Regions from separate parts of the Mus musculus genome. Here regions 2, 3, 4, 5, 6 and 7 are each linked to region 1. The links are chromatin contacts, called in public HiChIP or PLAC-seq maps. All regions are on one chromosome and are shown on one strand. The core of a region is the stretch at or near the end of the contact, and the rest is flanking DNA. Distances in the headings are between cores, read along the strand shown.

The links. HiChIP or PLAC-seq counts read pairs in DNA pulled down with a chosen protein or histone mark.
Region 2: an H3K4me3 HiChIP or PLAC-seq map of embryonic forebrain shows a contact between it and region 1, with 5 times the contacts expected there. The contact joins the enhancer-like site here to the promoter of Zfhx3 in region 1. A contact is called at or near these places in 3 of 484 Hi-C or Micro-C datasets (embryonic cerebral cortex, embryonic fibroblasts and uterus), 9 of 115 datasets of contacts at active chromatin or transcription factors (craniofacial prominence, embryonic basal ganglia, embryonic forebrain and 6 more) and 1 of 9 other capture datasets (embryonic stem cells).
Region 3: an H3K4me3 HiChIP or PLAC-seq map of embryonic midbrain shows a contact between it and region 1, with 6 times the contacts expected there. The contact joins the enhancer-like site here to the promoter of Zfhx3 in region 1. A contact is called at or near these places in 2 of 39 promoter capture datasets (hippocampal neurons and stem cell-derived epiblast-like cells) and 7 of 115 datasets of contacts at active chromatin or transcription factors (embryonic forebrain, embryonic hindbrain, embryonic limb bud and 4 more).
Region 4: a contact with region 1 is called in an H3K4me3 HiChIP or PLAC-seq map of embryonic hindbrain, with 3 times the contacts expected there. The contact joins the promoter of Dhodh here to the promoter of Zfhx3 in region 1. A contact is called at or near these places in 3 of 39 promoter capture datasets (the 3T3-L1 cell line, the HPC-7 cell line and pre-B cells) and 3 of 115 datasets of contacts at active chromatin or transcription factors (bone marrow-derived macrophages, embryonic hindbrain and embryonic midbrain).
Region 5: an H3K4me3 HiChIP or PLAC-seq map of embryonic forebrain shows a contact between it and region 1, with 12 times the contacts expected there. The contact joins the enhancer-like site here to the promoter of Zfhx3 in region 1. A contact is called at or near these places in 4 of 39 promoter capture datasets (cranial neural crest, frontonasal cranial neural crest, maxillary cranial neural crest and 1 more) and 11 of 115 datasets of contacts at active chromatin or transcription factors (craniofacial prominence, embryonic basal ganglia, embryonic forebrain and 7 more).
Region 6: a contact with region 1 is called in a FOXA1 HiChIP or PLAC-seq map of pancreatic cancer cells. The contact joins the promoter of Ist1 here to the promoter of Zfhx3 in region 1. A contact is called at or near these places in 1 of 484 Hi-C or Micro-C datasets (the HL-1 cell line) and 1 of 115 datasets of contacts at active chromatin or transcription factors (pancreatic cancer cells).
Region 7: an H3K27ac HiChIP or PLAC-seq map of embryonic stem cells shows a contact between it and region 1, with 5 times the contacts expected there. The contact joins the enhancer-like site here to the promoter of Zfhx3 in region 1. A contact is called at or near these places in 6 of 39 promoter capture datasets (cranial neural crest, frontonasal cranial neural crest, hippocampal neurons and 3 more), 19 of 484 Hi-C or Micro-C datasets (cerebellum, cranial neural crest, embryonic fibroblasts and 6 more), 17 of 115 datasets of contacts at active chromatin or transcription factors (craniofacial prominence, differentiating embryonic stem cells, embryonic basal ganglia and 10 more) and 1 of 9 other capture datasets (embryonic stem cells).

Annotation. Positions count from the first base shown.
Region 1 is chr8:108,713,110-108,716,011 of GRCm38.p6, reverse strand. Zfhx3 (zinc finger homeobox 3) reads right to left here and starts at 1,368. Exons shown (of 10, transcript NM_007496.2): 1 at 682-1,368.
Region 2 is chr8:109,435,421-109,438,460 of GRCm38.p6, reverse strand. It overlaps a transcript of Pmfbp1 not described here. Among named protein-coding and RNA genes, the nearest start is that of Gm35145, 24 kb to the left of the region's middle. Within about 2 kb of position 1,255, at least 33 of the 459 cell types and tissues checked have an H3K27ac peak or open chromatin away from gene starts, as enhancers often do. A contact at or near this core is called in embryonic cerebral cortex and embryonic forebrain, where this site is marked.
Region 3 is chr8:109,535,621-109,538,675 of GRCm38.p6, reverse strand. It overlaps Pmfbp1 (polyamine modulated factor 1 binding protein 1), which reads right to left. Exons shown (of 21, transcript NM_019938.3): 15 at 2,700-2,864; 16 at 1,957-2,124; 17 at 1,472-1,639; 18 at 632-735; 19 at 3-77. Among named protein-coding and RNA genes, the nearest start is that of Dhx38, 29 kb to the left of the region's middle. Within about 2 kb of position 1,780, at least 24 of the 459 cell types and tissues checked have an H3K27ac peak or open chromatin away from gene starts, as enhancers often do.
Region 4 is chr8:109,607,209-109,609,972 of GRCm38.p6, reverse strand. Dhodh (dihydroorotate dehydrogenase) reads left to right here and starts at 1,300. Exons shown (of 9, transcript NM_020046.3): 1 at 1,300-1,621. The coding sequence starts at 1,601.
Region 5 is chr8:107,858,413-107,861,330 of GRCm38.p6, reverse strand. No RefSeq gene overlaps it. Among named protein-coding and RNA genes, the nearest start is that of Gm39242, 26 kb to the right of the region's middle. Within about 2 kb of position 1,515, at least 17 of the 459 cell types and tissues checked have an H3K27ac peak or open chromatin away from gene starts, as enhancers often do.
Region 6 is chr8:109,691,893-109,694,617 of GRCm38.p6, reverse strand. Ist1 (increased sodium tolerance 1 homolog (yeast)) reads left to right here and starts at 1,324. Exons shown (of 10, transcript NM_028018.2): 1 at 1,324-1,434.
Region 7 is chr8:107,823,513-107,826,518 of GRCm38.p6, reverse strand. The region is part of intron 2 of Gm39242 (a long non-coding RNA gene); the gene reads left to right. Among named protein-coding and RNA genes, the nearest start is that of Gm39242, 9.3 kb to the left of the region's middle. Within about 2 kb of position 1,753, at least 43 of the 459 cell types and tissues checked have an H3K27ac peak or open chromatin away from gene starts, as enhancers often do. A contact at or near this core is called in differentiating embryonic stem cells, embryonic stem cells and stem cell-derived epiblast-like cells, where this site is marked.

The DNA.
Region 1 (2,902 bases), core at 119-2,618:
TTTTTTGTTGTTATTTTTCTTGTTGCTACCCTAACTTGGATATCTCTCCTCTTTAAATGGAGTTTAAAAAAAAAATCTTACCTTTCCTTCGTACTTCCCGCCCCCCAAAATAAATGCTGTACCGGTTCTGGCAGAAGAACAAACCGAAATTAGAGAGCAGCCAGGCCAAGATGATCTCCATAGGTCCCGCCAGCTCTGCCCTGATTCTCTCTTTAATTACTCCCCAAACAGGCACATTCTTCACATTGCTGCAAACTGACCAGCGACTTCTAACACACTCTCACTCTCTCTCTCTCTTTCCTTCATAACCGCCCCCCCCCCCGGCAGCTGAAGGTGTGTTTTAGACCAAAGAATCCAAAGTTCTCAATGGCACCAGTACCCCCAAGTATTAACAAGGTAGGAACTAACCCAAAAGCAGGAGGAGGAGGAGGAGGAGGAGGTCGGGAAGGAAAAGCAAGAGGAGATAGGAGGAAGAACGTACTCTGGTGCCCAGCAGACTCTAAGCCACTCTCTCCCCAGGTAGGTTCCTCCTGGAGTCTAGGAGTTCAAGTGCATCCAAGCCTGCCCTTCCCCCACACGCCCCAAGAGAATGGGAAGTTCAGCCAAGACTCACTCGCAGCACCTGCCTCCAGCGCTAGGCCGGCTGCGAGCGGCGCGGCGGGGGAGGGAGGCTGCACTCACCTGGCACACAAAGCCTCCGTACACCTCAGGAGGAAGGAGGCACTCGGAGGTCCGGGGGCCACCACGCCGGGCAGCGCGACAACGGGAGATTCCAGTGGCAGCGGAGCCCCGAACTTACCCACCCCAGGCGGCATTCTCCCCACCTCCCGCTGCCCCCCGGGCTCGGCGGTGGCGCAGGCTAGGAGCGAGGGGCCTGGCGGCAGGGGCGGGGCGCGCATGGTGGCGGCCCGGGGCTGGCGATCTGCGGGCTGCCCCGGGGAGGGAGGTCCCCCAGGCGCGGCGGGGATTCACCCACGGGGCGCGGCGCTGCGTCCCGGTCCCCGTCCCGGCCTGCCCGCCTCTCTCCTCCTCCTGCGCCGCCCGCTCGCCCGCCCGCCCGCCCGGAATCGCTTTATGTAAATGAAGCTCAACTCGCAGTTTGCAGCGCGCACCGCCCGAGGAAGGGGGGCGGGCGGGGCGGGGGGCCTTCGGGGATCCACATTACACAGCAACAAAGCGGAAGGTTAATTTGAAACTCACAGCCCCGCAGCCTCTCGGCTCCCCGGGCAAAGCCTGACATCTACAGTCGCGCTGGGCGCAGGCCGGGCTGCTCGCGGTGGCCGCGCCCGCGCGCCTGCGGGGACCTGGGGACATAGACGCACAAACACACAGGAGCAGGGCCGGAGCTGCCGGGCCCGGGCTCCCAGCACCAGCCTTGGAGGCGGCCTGGGCCGCACTCGCCTGGGGACAGGAGCCTTGGCTGCCCTGGCCTGCACCAACCCAGGAACCGGCCCGGCAGGAACAAAGCCGCGTCCCCGCGAGGCACTGACCGCACCGCTCATCAAAAGTCAAAGGCCGGCCTGGAAGAAACGGACGCGCCTTCGGCCACCCCCAGTCTCTCCCCCAAAAGAGAAGAACAAGCAGTCGGGGCCTCCGAACCCTGATCCATCAGTCTCTGGGCCCTGTCCACGTCAGAGCCAGGCCACTCTAACATGGGGACTTTAGCCAATGTGGACAGGAATTTATTTGAAACACACACCCATCCTATTAACTGCTTCACAGAGCACTTCTGTTTTTCAGCTGCAGAAACTTACGAAAACATCCCCTACTCACTCACTCTCCATTGAGAGTTTAAGGACAGTTTCTAAGGAGAGGGGGAGAAGAGGAGAGCAAGAAACGACTAGAAAAGGCCAAGCAGCCTGGAACCACCCGCTGTCAGGATCAGGAGACTGCCCTTAGGAGCCACAGAGCATTTCAGACAGGGCAAGAAAGGTGGCCCGGCTCAAGACGATTCTACCACCAGGATCAAACCCAACGGGGCTACCTCGGCTGGTCACAGCGACAGCTGGGCACTTCTAGGTCTCCCAAGGTTCACCTTTGGCGTTCTGTTATGCAAAGGCAGGCCCCCTTGAAATCTCACCGGAAGGCTCCAGTCCTCTCAGACAGAATTCCACCCTCCTCCTAAATCTAGTCTTCATTCCCAGCATAGAAAGACACCTGCTTTTTCTCTTTCTGAAAACCAGCCACCCAGGCTGCCCCCGGCAGCCGCGAGTCTTTTCCTACTGCACAATAATGAACCATGCAAGTGTTAGAAATATAATAAGCTCACCCGGCGAAGAGCAGAATGTATGGAATCGTATTTGCATTAAACACACACTAACAGGGAGGAAAGGGGGAGGCTTGCTTGGTGAAAACTACAGGGCCCCAATGTAGGAAGCATTTTGGTACAATAGAATTCGGTTTCAAATCGATGTAAATACCTAACCTGTTGGGCGCAGTCTGTTACCCTGTCTATATTTTAGCACAAGAAAAAAAAAAAAGATTGCAATCGCCGTCTCCCTTCCCCCACCCCAAGCTAGGACCTTGGGAGAAAAGAGCTGCCTCTGGGGAATCATGTCTGATTAGGGACAAAGGAGGGCAGAGGCCAAATTTAGTCAAACTTGGGGAAGGGGGAGAGCAGGTCTGGGGGGGTTGGGGGAGGATGGGTTTTTGAGCCAGAGTATGGCCTCCATAGACCTGCTTCAGGCTGCCTGACCTCGGGCTCAAGAACAGGTGGTGTTTTCAAAACACACTGTTATTTATGTTAGCCACACGAGTCAGGAACACCTTAAAGAAAACCAATTAATAATTTAATTGAAAAAGTGGCAATGAATAATGCATAAAGACGAGGAGATAGGCAAGGTGGGGGGGGGGAGAATCTCCTCTCAGAAGATGACCCCCCCCTCCAGAAATCTCTTTGGGA
Region 2 (3,040 bases), core at 6-2,505, 720 kb before region 1:
TGTTCCACACAAGGGGAGGGACAGAGTACAGATGAACAATGTACAGAGTACTGAGTTATGAACAATGAGGTGACAGGGGCAGAAAGCATCTACGGAGGAGGGCAGGAAACACGTGCTGCGCGGACAGGTCACGTGGATCCAGGTTTCCGTTGATATATAGCCTCTTTCATTAAAGCCCAAGGAAGGGCACACTGACATCACTCCAAAGAGTTGAACTAGTGAAGAAAATAAAAAAGTGACTCTAAACCTGGCCGTTTAGTTTTAATATTGTAATACGTAGACCACTGCATGATGGGAGAAATGCACCCTCATATTTTGCTATTGGAAATAACCTGGCCCGGCCCTTTAGATTAGGAAATAATTCGGAAATATGTATCAGAAGGCTTAAAAGGGATTGTATTCTTTAAAGCAATACCAATTTCTTAGACTGCTTTACCAAAAAAATAAAAATAAAAACAAAAACAAAAACCCTTGCTTTAAAAAAAAAAAGCGCCGTACAGAGATTCATCACAGGATATATGTGAGTCTTAGCTTAGATGCTTAGCACGGTGGAATGGTTTCGTAACTTTTGATATACCTACCGAGGAGAATATTAAGCAGCCGTGAAAATGATATTTAAAATGGATTTGCTGTTTGTTTTAAGAAAGAATTGATATTCAATACCGTCACAAATATATAAAACGAACTAGAATGCCCACAAACAGGAAAACACAGAGAAAGAAGCAGCACAATTTAAATAGGGCCTATCTATACTTTTTAGACTGCCTTTGGCCAGTATTATTAACCCATTATTTTGAAAATTTTCTATAGAAATCTTTAATGACTATTAATCAGCAAACAGTCTCTAACAAAGACGGACTGAAGCCTGGTGCCGGCTTATTGTAGCTTTGAAAAGGGATCAGGGAGGGCTGGACAATGGCATGCTTGTCACAGTAAGGTAGCCTGGCCGGGATGAGATGCTCTGAGGCCTGCAGAGACCTCTGGGGACACAAGGCTCTGAACACATACATCCCGTGAGCTGTTTTCCCACGCCCCTCCCTTACATCCCCTGCTCGCAGAAAGGACGGGGTACCAGGTACAAGTACCCTCTCAGTGTTTCACTCAGAGCTGCTGCTTCCAGAACTCTCCATTTCCCAGAAACCCTGCCTTGTCCCTCCTTTGCTAGCTTTAGTTTCTCAGATTCCAGAGCCCGGAGACAGCAAGAGTGGGGGGAGGGGAGCAGGGAACACGTGATTGCCGCCGAGACACGCCCTAAGCCCATAATGTCTGAAAGGTTAAGCAAAGACAGAGATGTGAAGAGGGAAGACTCTCCATTCAACAATAATCGCTCCCCTCATCCCTTCCTAAAATGGGAAGAAAGGGTTGCGAGGTGACATTAGGCACTTTAAAATATGCAAAATTAGGAGCTGTGCAGACCTCATTAACACCCGCCTCCAACATCATTAAGATGTTTCCAAGAAAATTAATTGAGAGACTCATTAAAAATAAATTAAGAAAAATGTGTTGCAGAGCGCCCGTATTCAGCTCATAAATCACAGCTCAGAGCTCCGGCCCGCTGCTCCAGCAATTAACTCCAACCGATTTGTTTTATCCTGAGTGTGAAAATTAGAAAGCAGACGTGGAGATTAGATTAGGGACGTCTGTCAAGCGGAACTTGGAGTGAATATTTTAGATTACAAAATGGAAACCAGGAAAACAAAGAAAGCAGAGATTTCATACCGAGGAGTTTGTCCGTGAAAAGGGACTGGCGGATGAAGGGGGTTGGAGGGAGGGCGTGGGGGGGGGGGAGGGAGAAGCTGTGAGAGAAAAGAACAGATGTTTATATTATAAGTCTAAATAGATACTCGTGGCAGGAGAGACATAAAATAGAGGGTCCTTGATGTCACTTACATACGTATGCCATACTTTCATGTTGAGACATTCATTCTTATCACTCCAAACAGTTCCGGGTCTGAGTATGGGATCCATCTTCCTCCGTATGAAAAGAAATACACTAACTTCTCTTTGTGTTTCTTATTCCATAGTCAATAGCCAACAGTTACCTGGGGTTTCTAGTTTTGTTTCTGTTGCTGCAACAAACGGCCGGGTCAAAAGCAACTTGGAGGAGGCAAAGGGCATATTCAGTTTACACGCCCAGTTCACAATCCACCATTGAGGGAAGTCAGGGTGCAAACCATGAAGGAATTTGGATTATTGGCCCTCAGGCTCAGTTAGCTTCCTTATATAGCCCAGGACCACTGCATAGGGGATGGTACCGCCCACAGTGGGCTGGGCCCTCCCACATCAATTAGCAATTAAGGAGACACTGCACAGACTTGGCCACTTCTGTAACTGAGCTTCCTTCTTCCCAGATAATGCCAGGTTGTGATGAGCTGACAGTAAGAGCTATTCAGGAGATGGAGTAGTTAGCAGGCCTCTTGCTGGTTTCACACATGTATGCCATTCTAGTTAAAGTTCACAACTCCAAAACAGAGAGTCAATTTATAAGTTATGGAACCAGGGCTGGAGCGATGGCCCAGTGGTTAAGAGCACTGACTGCTTTTCCAGAGGTCCTGAGTTCAATTCCCAGCAACCACATGGTGGCTCACAACCGTCTGTAATGGGATCTGATGCACTCCTCTGGTGTGCTTGGAGATAGCAACAATGCTCTAATATACATAAAACAAGAAAATAAATCTTAAAAAAAAAGTTACAGAAACTGATGCCCAAGGTAAAGTGTGAGCTTGGGGGATTATGTTGGGTTTGCAAACCTTGTGCTTTACTCTGAATCTGGTGAAGCCATCTGTGGCAGGTTTTTGTTTTTGTGTTTTTTCCAGTCAGCTTCTTTTTTGTTTTTGTTTTTTTTTTTTTTTTTTTCATTCTTTTCTTTCTTCCTTCCACAAATGTTTACTGTAAACTGCCAGGTGTGGTGCCGGGCTGGAGAGATGGAGTGGTGGCTTCCTCGGGTTTAGGAAGATGGGTACTGGGCGAGACACTGCAAATGACGTCCTGGTGCAGAGGACACACTTAGAACCCCGTCCCCAGGGCAACAGAGACCTTC
Region 3 (3,055 bases), core at 531-3,030, 820 kb before region 1:
ACTCCTTTTCGCCAGTCAACTTGGCAATGTATTTAACCTGCTCTCTCAGCTTGTTTCCCAACTTCTCATTGGCAATCCTGTAACAAAACACACAGGGGAGGGATGACTCTTCCCTAGAGCTGCGAGAAGCTGGCTGATGGGCACTGGGTCTTCCCAGGAGGGTTTCTGCTGGCTCCTTGCCCCCCTCCTGCCCCCCATCAATCACCTCTTCCCTAGAGGGAGAGCCTTGTCAGTCACAAAGGGACTCACATTCTACTAATGCCTTGGTCTACAAGGGATTGGATTCCAAGTGAGGTTGGATCCCAACTTAGGAAGAGGAAGCGTGGACCTCATGGAAACGGGCTCTGTGCTTCTGATGCTACTCTGTTGCTATGCTACAGGCTTTGCAAGGTTGGATCCCAACTTAGGAAGAAGAAGCTTGGACCTCCTGGAAACGGGCCTTCCCGTCGGATGCTACTCTGTTGCTATATAGCAGGGTTTGCAAGATGGCCTGAAAGGGCCAGACCCCTCTTGTCTGATTCTCAGTTCTTGTGAGTGAGTTCTCCGGCAAGCATGTGTGACTGACTTGTCACTGTGGTTCTCAGTTCTTCCTGGCCGTGGGACCTACCCTACCTCTGTCTCAAATACTCACTTCTGCTCCTTTGCCCATTGTTCCACGTTGTTCATAATCTGGTCATTCTCCCGGTGGTGCCTGCAGGTTTCTTTGGGGGTTAGCTTTGCAGGCGGGGAGTACGGCTTTACACACAGGAAGGAAAAACAAGACGATAAGGGATGAGAACACCGACTGCTACCTCCCCCTCCCCCAAATACTGGATTCTTCTTTCTGAGAAAAGAAAAAAAAAATCAGCTCTGCTGCCCAACCTGAGGCTAGAGCTGCCACATGAGGAACCTGCGTAACTCACAGTGGTGACACCTCGGAGGAGGCACGGTTCGTGGCTGATATGTACACTGATAGTAATGATTCTCAGGCTAATGGCAGTGGAGTGACTTGTTCTAAAACAGCAGTGTTTTAGAACAAGTATAAACACAGCCAACGGAAGAAGACAACCAGGAAGAAGAGGTGCTTCTTTTTCATTTGAGCAAGGGCCCTGTGGTCTGCCGTGGATGTCCCTGCTCTGGTTGCTGGATGTGTGGCTTGTCTAGAAAGCTTCTTATCTGCTTGGATGGCAAAAACTAGCAGGACATGCTCAGAGGGCAGCAAACCAGGGTAGGGGTGGGAGGGGGGCATCTTTGTGAGTGGAAACTGATGTCCCAGTCTTTTGCTGGGACCAGGCTTCTCTTGGTTAGAAATGACCCAGAACTATCCAGACTCGGCTCCCTGCTGAATAATGCATGTGTGTGTGTGTGTGTGTGTGTGTGTGTGTGTGTGTATGTGTGTGTGTGTGTGTGTAAGTGTGTGTTCCTTCCATCCCCCCAAATTGCCCAGTCAGGAGGGGTGGAGAGGAAGTGACAGAATCCAAACTGTGCCCACCTCCTTCTCATCTGCAAGGAGGCTCTCTCTTAGGGTCGCCATTTCCTCCTGGAATTCTCGGAGCTGCGACTCCTTAGCTGCCAACATCTTAAGGTCACTCTGGTGCTGCCTCTGCCACTGCAACACCTGGTTGCTCATCTCCTCCAGCTTCTTGTCAAAGTTGTGCACCTACTCAGGAGTGCAAAGTGAGGGGATTGGGGAGGGGTAGTAGGGAAGACGGGACCAGGCAAGGAGGAGTAGACTGGCTTGGGGGGAGTACAGGGGTGTGTGCCTTTAATTTCCAGTGACCAGCAGAGGGCGCCCCTGCTCTGATCTTCCTTCCTTGCCTGCCTGTCAGTCCACAAGCAGAGAAGGTGGAGTGAACCCAGCAGCCAAAGGGTACTGGCTGAGTGCTAAATAATTCTGCCTGCAAAAGGTGACCTTGTGGACCTCTAATAGGAAGGGAGCCCGAGTGAGCGTCCCCTCCCCCACCCCCAAACTCTCACCTCTTGCTCGCTCTGCTGTTGGAAGCCCTGCAGTTTTTTTAACTCCATATTGAGCTTTTTCATCCTTTCCTCATAAGCCGCGATTTCATCTTCCAGTTGAGCTTTCCTCTCCTGGGTCTGTTGCAAGGAGCGATTCAGGCTCTTTGTCTCTGAGGTTGCCTGAGTGAGCTTTCAGCAGAAAACACAGAGTGGATTAGAGTGGCCTCCAGGGCCCTTGGTCTTCTCGGCTGAGTCTTTAGTACAGAAGGTCCCAGGCCCTCTCTGTGGTGGTGCCCATGGTCAGGCTGCAGGTGGTCCAGAGGGAAGGGGAGGGAGAGCAGGTGGCTTTCACCTCTCTTCCCAGTCTTTCATCCTTCCTCATTCCATTTCCAGTTTTTTGTTTTTTGTTTTTTTTTTTCCCCACCGATCTGTAGACATGACCACCAGAGACGGGGCATGGATTCCCCTGATAATCCAGACTTTGGGAAAAACCCTGTCTGTGAATCACCAGTGAGCGGGAAGACTGGTTCGATATTATCATCTCTGCCACCCTACAACGAAGCCGAGGACACCAACATATAAAACTAAGAGAACGCAGGCCTTCGTTGGACAGACCGCCCTGTCCGGGCAAGGGTTAAAAAGCACTGAAGAGTGTCAGTCATACAAGAAATTGACTCCTGTCCACTCGTAGCCCCCCCCCCCCGAGTTTCTTTGACTACTTCTTTGGCAGAGAGTGGGCGTGGCCTCACCTTGCGTGGCCTCACCTTCTCCAGGGCCTGTGTCAGGTCGTCCTGGCAGTTGCCCGACTTCCGCACAAGTTCCTCATAAGCTTCTTTACTAACCATGTTCTGGAAACAGTTCTTCTCTTTCTGGATAGCCGAATCCAGCTGTGTCTGCAGAATCATGATGGAATCCTTCTGGCGGGCTATCTTTAGGGAACAAGAACATCACTATCAAGGCTGTTCCTGGCATGCACAGATGCGCGACTGTAGGAGGCAGACAGGAATTGGGCGCTCTGTCATAGCTGCTGATGTGCACGCGCACATCTCCGCCTCCCTGATAGGAAGAGCAGAGCCCCTTCTGAGCTGCTTGGTATCTCTCCAGCTTCGTTTCTCTTTAT
Region 4 (2,764 bases), core at 51-2,550, 890 kb before region 1:
AGAGTTATTTACTGGCCTACACATGTCTGCCATAGCAGGCTGCTGTCTGAACTCTCTCACACACAGAACAACAAATTTAAAACAAACAAACAAACATTCAATCACTAACCCAAACTCCTAGATACGTCACTTCTAGGTATAGTCCCTAAATAATCCAAGCTGGCATATGACCGAGGTACCTGTATATCTATGTTTTTTGGAGCAATATTCACAACAGCCAGTTTATGGAAGCAGTAACAGACAAACAGATCAAGATAATGATATATATGATACATATATGGTATGGAACAACATTCAACCATTAGAAAGAATAAAATGAGGTAATTTACAGGAAAATGTATGGGACTGGAGATCATGTTACATGAAGCAAGCCAATCTCAGACTGCTAAATATGCTTTTTTTCTTGTATGCAGGATACAGACCTTAAAAGGACTTATTTTTAGAATTTATGTGTACACACACACACATCTACCTGTTGGTATGGGAAAACCAGTACAGTGCCCCAGAAGAAATGTGGTCCTGGAGTTACAGGCAGTTGTGAGCTACCTGATGTGGGTGCTGGAAACGGAACTTGGGTCCTCGCCAAGAACATCAAGTGCTAACAGCTGAGCTATCTCTCCAGCCTCCTGTAACCTGACCCAAATTATGACCTAAAGTGGGGAAGTATTATTCCAGAAAAGGAAGGGGACCAGTGGGAAGGGGGACAATAGGATACAAACATAAGGTTAAGGGCCAGAGTACGTGGGTCCAATCATCTGTAACTACCGTTCCAGAGGATTCAATGCCCTCCTCTGGCCTCTGTAAACGCTTGGCACAGAGGCACTTGAGTGCTGAGGCAGGATTGGTTTTTAGAAAAACCTGGCCTACACCATAAGATTATCTTAAAAATAAAACCATATTTACTTATCAACACCTCAGAGTTTACTTTTAAAACCAGTGGGTAAATTTTTGTGTGTTTGCATGAGTGTACTTTTTTTTTCCTTCTCCCTGTAGAGACAGGGTTTCTCCATGTTGTAGCCTAGGCTCTCCTGGAACTCATTCTGTAGACCAGGCTGGCCTCAAACTCACAGAGATATGCTTGCCTTTGCCTGCCAAGCGCTGGGATTAAAGGCCGGCGCCACCACTGCCCTGATAAAACAGAATTCTTAGGATTTCTGTTTCAGAAAGGGGGCTATGAAAGCCATACCGCAGCACCGGCATAAAGACAACCGTGCGGAACCTTCGGGCTGCATCGCCCTTTGTTTCCTTCCCAGGGACAGGGAAGCATTAGGGTAGTGCGCACTACCGGGCGCTGGGGTTGGTCTGCAGATTTCGGAAGCGTCTGCTCCCCACTCGAGACTTCCGGAAGCCTCCTCCTCACGGTTGCACCGAAGGAAGGGTGCGCGACTTCAGAGCAGCGTCCCTTAGGAGGCGCGACAGCGACAAGACAGAAAGTAGGCACGTCCCGCCACGGAGCCTGACTCCGGGCAGAGCGCACGCGTTCGGCTGTCCAATCAACGTCTAGGGGCGGGCCGGCTGGTGGGGCTTGGGAGATAGGTGGAGCCGAGCCCACATTCTCCAATGGGATGCAGGCAGAGGCGGGCTTAATGGCAGAAGGAGCATGGCGTGGAGACAGCTGAGAGTGAGTCCTGCGCGGGGAAGCTCATTCGTGGTGTGGATAACCGGCAGGGAGGGGGATGAGGCTGGGAAACTGAAAGGCTGGGACCCTTGAAGTGTGACCTGCACGTGCACAGCTAAGGGCATGCAAAAAGCAAGCGTATGTGGGCAGAGGCTAGGCTGAACCTGAGAGATACGCGGGCATTTTTTTTTTTTTTAAATTGATCCAAGTATCGGGCCTTTGTGAGGACACGATCGCCTACGCTCCAAGGAGGGATGAAATAAGACATAAGGCCACCCTTTTGGATCAAGTGTGGTCAGAATGGAAGTTCCATGTGAAGAGTTCTTAGTTGTGACCCTGGTCTGGAAAAAGGGCACAGATACTGGTGCTTGACTTGAGGAATTTCTGCAAACTCCCCGAGGAGGGAGAATGAATACTTGGTTTGTGTTGCAGGCAAATCTGATCATATCTGCTACTTCCTTGTTTAGTGGACAAATCCCATTAAAAAAAAAAAAAAAAGTGTAGGCGCGCGCGCACGTGCGTGTGTGCACACGTGAGTGCAGATACCCTCTGAGACCAGAGGGTTTTGGATCCTCTAGAGCTCCAGTTGTGAGCCGCCTGACATGGGAGCTGGAACCGAACTCAGTTCCTCTGGCAGAGCAGCACGTGCACTTAAACCAAATCTGTTAGCCAAATGTTGGCTGACGCCTCTCTTCTTTTCTCCTGTTTCATTTAAAGCAGTGTTTTCCTTTTAGTTCCAAGCAGCCGTCTATCCCTCCCCCATGCCTTGGCCCCTCTCATTGGCCTCATCCACCTAGAGATCTCTTCTCCAGCTGCTATCTCCTCTTTAGCTTGTGTCTAACCTTTGAAAGTCAGCTTTTACTCGCTTCCTCAAGATCCTTCCATGATTTATCCCTTCATGTCACTTGTCATGGCTCTATGTTTATGTGGCCATTAGTTTGTCTCTTGGGTTACACTCTCCTGAAGAACAGGTTTGCTTGCCTTTGGTGAAGGATCGAATGAGTGCATTAGCCACATAGCATCTGGCAGTGATAGTTATCGAAAAGCATAGGGAAGCACTTTTGACTGGGTTGTGGTTCTCTGCCCAACAAGACTTAAGCTATGTTTATATTGTAACCACTTTTATATTATACTCATATGACATTT
Region 5 (2,918 bases), core at 266-2,765, 850 kb after region 1:
TTTCCTCTTAGGACTGTGTACCCTGGGCCTCCAAGATGGCTGAGCTGGTAAGGTCCCTGGCTGCCAAGGTGGGACCCATGTGGTGGGAGGAGAGAACCAACTCCTGCAAGCTGTCCTCTGACCTCTACACACACACTGTGGTATATGACTTCCCACCCCATCACCCCCAAACACACAAATAAATAACTAAAAATTAAGTAAATAAAAATTAATATTAAAATCTCCTCAAAATAGTATCTGTGGTAAAGAACAATCAAAATTCTCAACACTATCAATACTCAATATTCATCAATAGCAAACCCCTAAGAAGTTACTGTGGAAGGTACGCTTTGTGAATTTTACCAGATCTGTCTTTCAAGCTCAGTACCTCATCTGTCTTTGCTAATTATGTTGCTTTTCAGTCAACTCCCTCAAGGGTATGTTTTGTTGGTTTGGTGCATTTTGTTTTTCTCTTTGCAGCTGCTGTCAAATAGGCTATAAATGGCCTTTAAAACAGAGGGGTCATGTCATCATGTGGCTGGCTAATGACAGCACATGCCTGTGTGTCTCCGAGTAGTGCCACCAAAACGATGCTCAGGCTGGATTCCTAAGTAGACGACCAGACAGAGCATTCAGTCAACACCAATGATTGCCCTTAACCAAGAAAGAAGGATGACACGATGTTAGGAATTTTTCCCTAAAAATTATTTTAATGGTCAAAAAAAAAAAAAAAAAAACCCCTCCTGTGCTGTAAGAACCTAATTTGGAACATGCATCCACTTGGCAGATTTTACATCAGAAAGCTTTGAATTTAAATATGAAAAGCCAGGATTTGCTTTCTAGACAGAATGTGAGTCTGAAATGTCATGCAAATTCCTTTTTGGAAGGAGAAATGCAAACATTTTGAGAAGAGCGCTGGATATGCACAGGGCTATGGGGAAACCATGTGTAAAATACTATTTTGCCCGAGGCAATCTATCTCCCACATTTGTTGAGGAAGAAAATAATAGCCAATATTCGCTCATGACTGTTGATGGAATGAATGGTTTCTATCTGCACGGTTCCTGTCAGCTTTTCTGGGAGTTCTGAAAAATCACAGGATCCACAAACTGTGCACCAGACCAAGTCTGTCTTTAATATGGACCCTCAAGCATCCGGCGCAGAAGCAGCGTCCTATGGACATGAACACTTATTCACTAACTACCGCATTTCCAAGGCAGCCGCCCTGCATTTCTTTTCTCAGGCTCCAGGAAGGGATCCTGTCTTTTCCTCTTGTTATGCTCTGCATAATATATGCCTAGTACTCCAAATCAACAGAACTGACTCACTAGCTCCCTGGCTCACACTGCCTCACGCTGGTTCACACTGCCTCACACTGGCACACATTGCCACACACTGGCTCACACTGACTCCCTGGCTCACACTGACTCACGCTGGTTCACACTGCCTCACACTGGCACACACTGCCACACACTGGCTCACACTGACTCACACTGGCCCCCTGGCTCACACTAGTTCATATTGGCTCCCTGGCTCATACTGGCTCATACTGGCTCACACTGGCTCACACTGGCTCACACTGACTCCCTGGCTCACACTGACTCACACTGGCTCACACTGGCTCACACTGGCTTACTGGAGTTCCCTCCTCCTTCCTTAATCACATGTTTTGTCCTCTTTCAGCAGGTGTACTCTCATATCACAAAATTCCTGAACACTTGAAGCAAGCTCTCTAGAAGCCCTGTTTTACAGAATGTCCCCAGAATGGAACCAAGCATCCCCACAGCTGTGCTAGACAGCAAGTAGCCAATGGTGGCAACCAAGCTCCCAAAGTGTGACTAGTGAGACAGGATTCCTAGAGTTCTTCTGTCTTGTTTCAATTTATCTCCATCTGGTACTACACTGAGCATAGGCCTACAGTCCCAGCTACCTAGAAGACAAATTCAGAACAATCAAAAATTCAAGGCCAGGCTGAGCTACAGAGTGAGTTCAGTACTACTCTAGGCAACGTGAGAAGACACAATCTCAAAATAAAATGTAAAAGCCAGAGAAACAACTCAGCAGACAAAAATACTTGTTGCGCTAGTCTACTGATCAGTGGTCAAGCCCTGGCTCCCACGGAGGAAAAAAAAGAGTATCAACTCCCAAAAGCTCATCCTCTGATCTGCACATAACACATGCACAACCCCTGCCTGTACAAACACACATATCACAGAGAGAGAGACAGACAGACAGACAGACACATAGAGATAATTTTTAATTGAATAAAATGTAAGATGTAAAGTAAACGGTGATTGGCCTAACACATATGAGGTACTAGTTTCCAGTACTCCAAAGGAAGGAAGGAAGGAACTTAAACAGCAACATCAGACATTCCCTTAAGTTAAGAATACACAAAAATTAACATTGATAACAGAAAGAGAACCAAGCCGGGCCATTCCCAGCTTCATTACATACAAGTCTGGGCAGGTCTTTCAGCACCTGTGATTTCAGTCTCCTCAGCTGCAAAATGACAATGACATCTATTCGTATCACATTGTGCTGACTATAGGAGATAAATTTTTATGAAGTAGCCTGAACAGATGACAAGCAGTGGCCTTCTTTTTGTTTGGGTGTGTGTGTGTGTGTGTGTGTGTGTGTACGTGTACAAGAGTGTGTGGAGGCCAGAGACTGACTTAGGATGTCTTCTGGTTTTTTGTTTTTGTTTTTTTCAGATGCTCTCCTCCTTACAGTTTTTTGGGTTTTTTTTGGTTTTGGTTTTGGTTTTTTTGGTTTTTTTTTTTTTGGGGGGGGGGTTGTTTTTGTTTTTGGTTTTTGGTTTTTGGTTTTTCGAGACAGGGTTTCTCTGTGTAGCCCTGGCTGTCCTGGAACTCACTTTGTAGACCAGGCTGGCCTCGAACTCAGAAATCCACCTGCCTCTGGCTCCCGAGTGCTGGGAT
Region 6 (2,725 bases), core at 75-2,574, 980 kb before region 1:
TGTCCACACACATTCGCACCTTCGGTTGGGTTGTCCCTAGGCACTTTAAATATGAACAACCTGCCCCTTAAGTGCTGCGATACTTTTCTATCATCGGAGCCAAACAACAGCCATCTTCAGGAATGTAGCTGTGCCCAAAGATCATCATATTTGAAGGAGGGGCCAAGAGGGTCTTGGAACCCTCACCTGGGTATGCCTGCAATCGATACCAGCTGTTGAACGTACTTCCGCCCTAATTACGTGTAGCCTGGGGAGGGGCTAGAGTGTGGGCTGGAGAGCAGTAGGGAAGTGGGCTCCATCCATGCCAGGAAGCCTTCATTTCTACTGGATACTTTCCAGTGCAAGCTTATTTGAAGGAGAGTGATTACTCACTTGCTTGTTAAGTGACTTGTCACCTATGGTCTGTAAATGAGCCCAATAAACTAATTTGTGCTTCAGGGGAAATTTTTCTATCATTGTACTTTGTTGTTGGGACTGTGTGTGTAGAAAGTGTTAGCCACAAATGTCATGATCTCATTGCAGAACTACAATTTTTCTATGCAAATATTTTGCTGGGGGAACGATCTGAACATTTTATGGGAACCAAATATTGTGTAATTCTAAGGTCCTAGTATCCTGGAGCTTTGAACAGCGGCACATGGTTACAAGCCAGTTATTTTCAATTCATATTATCCTCCCAAAGTAACCTGCAGTCCTCGTTTTACCACTGACCCAAGACAAGCCACAGTTTTGGTCTTGATAGCTGTGGCCTCATAGCAGGGCCAAGAGCCAGAGAACAGGAAGGCTCTTTCTCGCTTTCAAGCCCAGAAAAGCCTCTGAATACAGATACAAAATAAGAGCGAGAGTGGAGGCTGTGCAGAGTACATTAGTGAAGGTGCGGGGCGGACAGTGTCGGTGGAAAGAGAGGCGGTGGAGGAAAGTCGGCTCCACAGCGCTGAATCTCGCCCAACCATCCCTCCGAGGTCGGAGTCCCAGGACCGACCGACCGACCGACCGACCGACCGGTGAGCTAAGTGGGGAAGCCAGACTCCGCTCGGATCCGCGGGCGTTTGCGAGACAGTCTGCAGCCGGTTTTTCCAGGGGCTGGAAGAATCTGGAACAAGGGTACCGGGCACAGAATCCAGGAGAAGCCTCCACCCGCCCCGCCGCGCCCGGGGCAAATTGCAAGGCGCGCCCTTAGCAAATGACTCAACCCACTGCGTGACGTTAAGTGTCACAAGTCAGGTCCCACGCCTCCGCCGTGGGAAATAGTCCCTCGCTCCGCCCCTTGTTGTGTGCGCAGCCAATCCCTGCTAGGTAGGGCGTGGCTAACACCGCCCCCTTGGATTCCTCCGCTCGAGTCCGCGGTGGGGAGGTCGAGGGAGTCGCCATTTTGGATGCCGAGCGGCTCCTCGGAAGTCGGCTTCTTCCGTTTTCACGTCCGGATCCCTCCAGGTGAGCGTGCCCTCCTTAGACCTAAGCATCTTTGTCTCCCTCTTCCATCTACGTCCCGCTTTTACGGAACCCCAGCGTTAGTCTGTAGGACCGTGAGGACAAGCCGTCCGCGCCGTGTCAGCGGGGGAAGCCCTGGCAGTCGGGGTCAGGCCTGAGGTCGGGCTCCGGCCGTGGGAGGAGGTGGGACCGCCTAGACAGGTGCTGGCGTCGCTGTTGCCCCCGGCATGAGCCGGGCACTGAGGAGACACCCCTCTGCAGTGCGGTCGGGTCGGGACCCTGAGGGAGGCCTTGTCCCCACCGCCGCGGTTGCTGCGGGGTGAGTCAGACCAGGAGAGCCCGAGGGAGCGCTCCTCTTCCGGGTCCTGGGGTCAGGCGTGGCCCTCAGGACCTTGAACTTGAGCTAGGATGCGGACCGGACCAGGGCTGCGGCCGACTGATGTCAGGGGGAGGCTACGGGGGCTTATTGTGTACAGTCTGTTGTTGTTGAATGGCTCCCGGGAGGAGACTGTCATTTCTTTTGTTGTGCCTTCTTGGTGTTTGTTCTGGTTTTGTTTGTTTTTGTTTTTGTTTTTGTTTTTTTGTTCTTACGAGAACAAAACAGTATAATCCCTCCATCAAACAATCAACCTGTGTTTCATTGTTTCAGTCAGACTTTTCCATTTCCATATGCATGTCTTTTTCCAGCTTAGTAAAATATTAGTCGGTACATTTGTTAACATCTCACACCCTTCAAGGTTTTTTGACCTTCGTGGGGGAACTTCACCGCATCCTTGTGTTTAAGTCACGCGGCTTCTTAACATTTTCACTTGATAAAAACAATGCTTTCTTCCCCTGATTACTTTCGTAGCCTTTCTCTTTTTCTTCTTGTGCCTCTGGTTTCTAACAAGACCCGAGCCTCTAGAGTCCTTAAGTAGACTCTGATCCACTTAATTTAGGCTCTAATCGGGATCAGGTCCCAATTATATGTAACCTTTTGTGGTTTAAAGTGCCAACACTTCCCAAAACGAAGTGTAGTCTATGAAAATTATTTCATGTGGAACCCTTAAATTACTGATAACGAGGTTTCCTTTTTTTTTTCTTTAAATATTTATTTTATGTGTATGGTGTTTTGCCTAGACCCTTTATCTAGGGTCCCAGGCATATCTGCATCATGAGTGTGCTTGGTGCCTGTGGAGTTCAAAGAGGGTTTCAGATCCCCTGGAACTAGAGTTATTGGGCCGTTGTGAGCCACCGTGGGGGTGTTGAGAATTGAACCCAGGTCCTCTGCAAGTAAGCACCAGGTAGGCTAGGA
Region 7 (3,006 bases), core at 504-3,003, 890 kb after region 1:
TATGTGTACACACACATACACACACACAGGCACACACACATACATACACATACATGCATGCACACATACATGTACACATACATACACACATACATATATGCATACAGATATACACATGTACACACATACATACTCACATGCACATGCATACAAATATATACATATACACACATACACACACATGCACACACACATACACATATACACACATATACATACTCCCACACACACATACATGCACACATGCACACGCACTATAAAAATAAACTTCTAAATAGCAAAATAAGTAGGACCTGTAATCTCAGCACTGGGAGGCTGAGGCAGGAGAAAAACAGGGAGTTGGAGGCCATTCTGAGTTACATTGTGAATTCTAGGCCAGCCTGGGCTACATAGAGAAACTATGTCTAAGAGAGAGAGGGAGAGAGAAAGGAACAAAGAGAGAAAGAGAGAAAGGAAGGAAGGAAAAGGAAAAGGGAAAGGGAAAAGGGGGGAAAGGGGGAAAGGGGGAAAAAGGGAAAAAAAGAAAAAAGGAAAAAAGGGAAAGGGAGGGAGGGAAGCAGGGAGGGAGGGAGGGAGGAAAAGTAAACAAAAATGGCAATACATACATATGCTCTCTACCTTAGACCGAGGTTCCCCCTCAGCCCACCCCCCTGTATATTTAACTCATGTGTAGATTGCTGTGTGAACAGATCCTGCAGTGCACTGTTTCAAAAATTATGACAAGAACAGTCTATACCTGCCTATAGCAGATACAACTCTTTCCCTAATTTTTTTGTATGCTGTTGAAGCCCACGAATACAGAAGCCACAGATATGAATGGATGGCCACATACCCTAATTTAAATAATTTTTCACATGCAAGCAGAAACAGACTGGTTCTAAAATAACTGGTTCAACCCTCAAAAAAAGAGAATCATGGAGGCTAAAGGCACAACTCCATGGTAAAGAGAACTTACTGCTCTTGCAGAGAGTCTGGGTTCAGTTCCCAGCACCCAACTTGGTAGCTCACACTGCCTGTAACTGTAGCACTAGGGAACCTCTCTCTGGTCTCTAAGGACACTAGGTACAGATGTAGTATACTTACGGACAAGCAGGCAAAACGCCCACACAAATAATCTAAAGTAAAAAAAATTTTTTTAAAATATGTATACTCAGTATGGACACCTTCTAAACGTTTCTGAAAAGACAAACATTAAACTAATTGGCAGAATCTTTCATAGCAATTATGACTTGTAAAAAGGCAAAAACACGCGATTGATAATCACTCACGAGGGAAGAAGGACAGGACCTGAAATCTGAAATAACAAATCACTGACTACAACAACATGTGTCTCAGGAGCATCCCGGCCCTCGACTAATAAGATCACAGAGGAGCTGTGTTTCCTGCAACAGAAAAATTCACTTTTAGTGGGTAGGTGTGGCTCTAAAAAATTGCCACATAATTTAGAGATCTGCGGGAATCTTTGGTATTTTTGGAACCTGGTGGAGCCTTTGGGGGTAAAAAAAGAAAAACTCATCACAGCTCCTTTCAGTCTTGGAGGAAGCTGGCACTTCTGCAATGGAGTTGTTAAACAGCCTGGCCATGCCAAAATTCATCATAGCACTGCCCCAGGGAGGCTGCGAGCTGCCTGACCCAGGAGCTCAGAGCGCGCCTGGAACAAAAGGCTAGCAACAATTTCAAAAGGATCCCTAGGAAGCATCCGGGAAGATGCGGGAGTGTCGAGGTGGACTGCGACAAACAGTGGGAGCTGGGAAGTGCTTGCTCGCTGGCTGAGGAAGGCAGAGCGCGCTGTGGAGCTTAGGAAGGGGGTGACTGGGCCGAGCAGGTTCGCTGGCAGAAGCCGCACACGGGATTGCTAGGCAATGGTCAATTTCCACACCATCATCCCAGAGTTAACTACAGAGCAGTGAAGATGGAGTATTGTGAAGAATGCGTCTCACACAGAGAAATGACAAAGAGAGAAAGGGAACAGGGGGGCAAGAGAAAGGGGGGGGGGACCAAAAGGAGGAAGCAAAAAAAGAGAAGGAGAAAGGGAAGAAAAAGGGGGGAGGAGGGGCAAAAAGGATGAGGGAGGGGAGAGAACGGAGAGGCAAGAAGAGAAGGGGAAGCGGAGAAAAAAGGGGGAGGGAGAGGGCAAAGGGAAGGAAGAGGTGAGGGACTGGGAGAATGAAGTCAGGAAGGAGGCAAAGAAAAGAGGGAGGAGATTAAAAGATGTGCATCAGGAGCCAGCGAGGGCACCGGAAGAAAGGAAAGGAAGTTAAAGGTCAAAGGGCAAGAGAAGAATTTGAAGAAAAGGTTTAGCAAAACAAATTTCCAGAAAGGCTGGCCATTTGTGTCAAAAAAGAGTGGTACCAGTGATTGCGAGCATCCAAATTTCTAGCGGTTCATTATTTTATTAATGCCATTCGGGCTTAACACTACTACCCCAGGACTGTAAATAGCAATGATAAGGACATCCAGGTTGGCGTCAATGAAGCTGAAGGATTTTATGTAAAACACAGCCTACAAGCAGAGAGATGACAGCTTACAAACCTTTACATCACATTAAGGAAAAGCCTCGCAAGGATCCACAAACAGCAGTCTTAATATGCAACAGCATTCCCTGCCCTGATGTCCCTATAGAATGATTTGTAATTCCTCTACATGTAAAATAACAAGTCTCCACACCCAAGGAGCGTAGTAAGAAAGTTAATGTATATTTAAAGAGCATGTTACGTTATCTTTAGCCCTATCCCCCACTTGTTTTCCAAAGTGAATAAGTTTATTTAAAAGAAAGAAGAAAGAAAGAAAGAAAGAAAGAAAGAAAGAAAGAAAGAAAGAAAGAAAGAAAAGAAAAGAAAGAAAGAAAGAAGGAAAGAAAGAAAGAAAGGAAGAAAGGAGACAGACATGATTGCTCCACTTGGTTTGGATTAAGAAGAAAGATTTTTTCGGGTTTTGGTTTTGTTTTGTTTTTTTGTTTTTTTGTTTTTTGTTTTTTTTTTGTTTTTTGTTTTTTGTTTTTTGTTT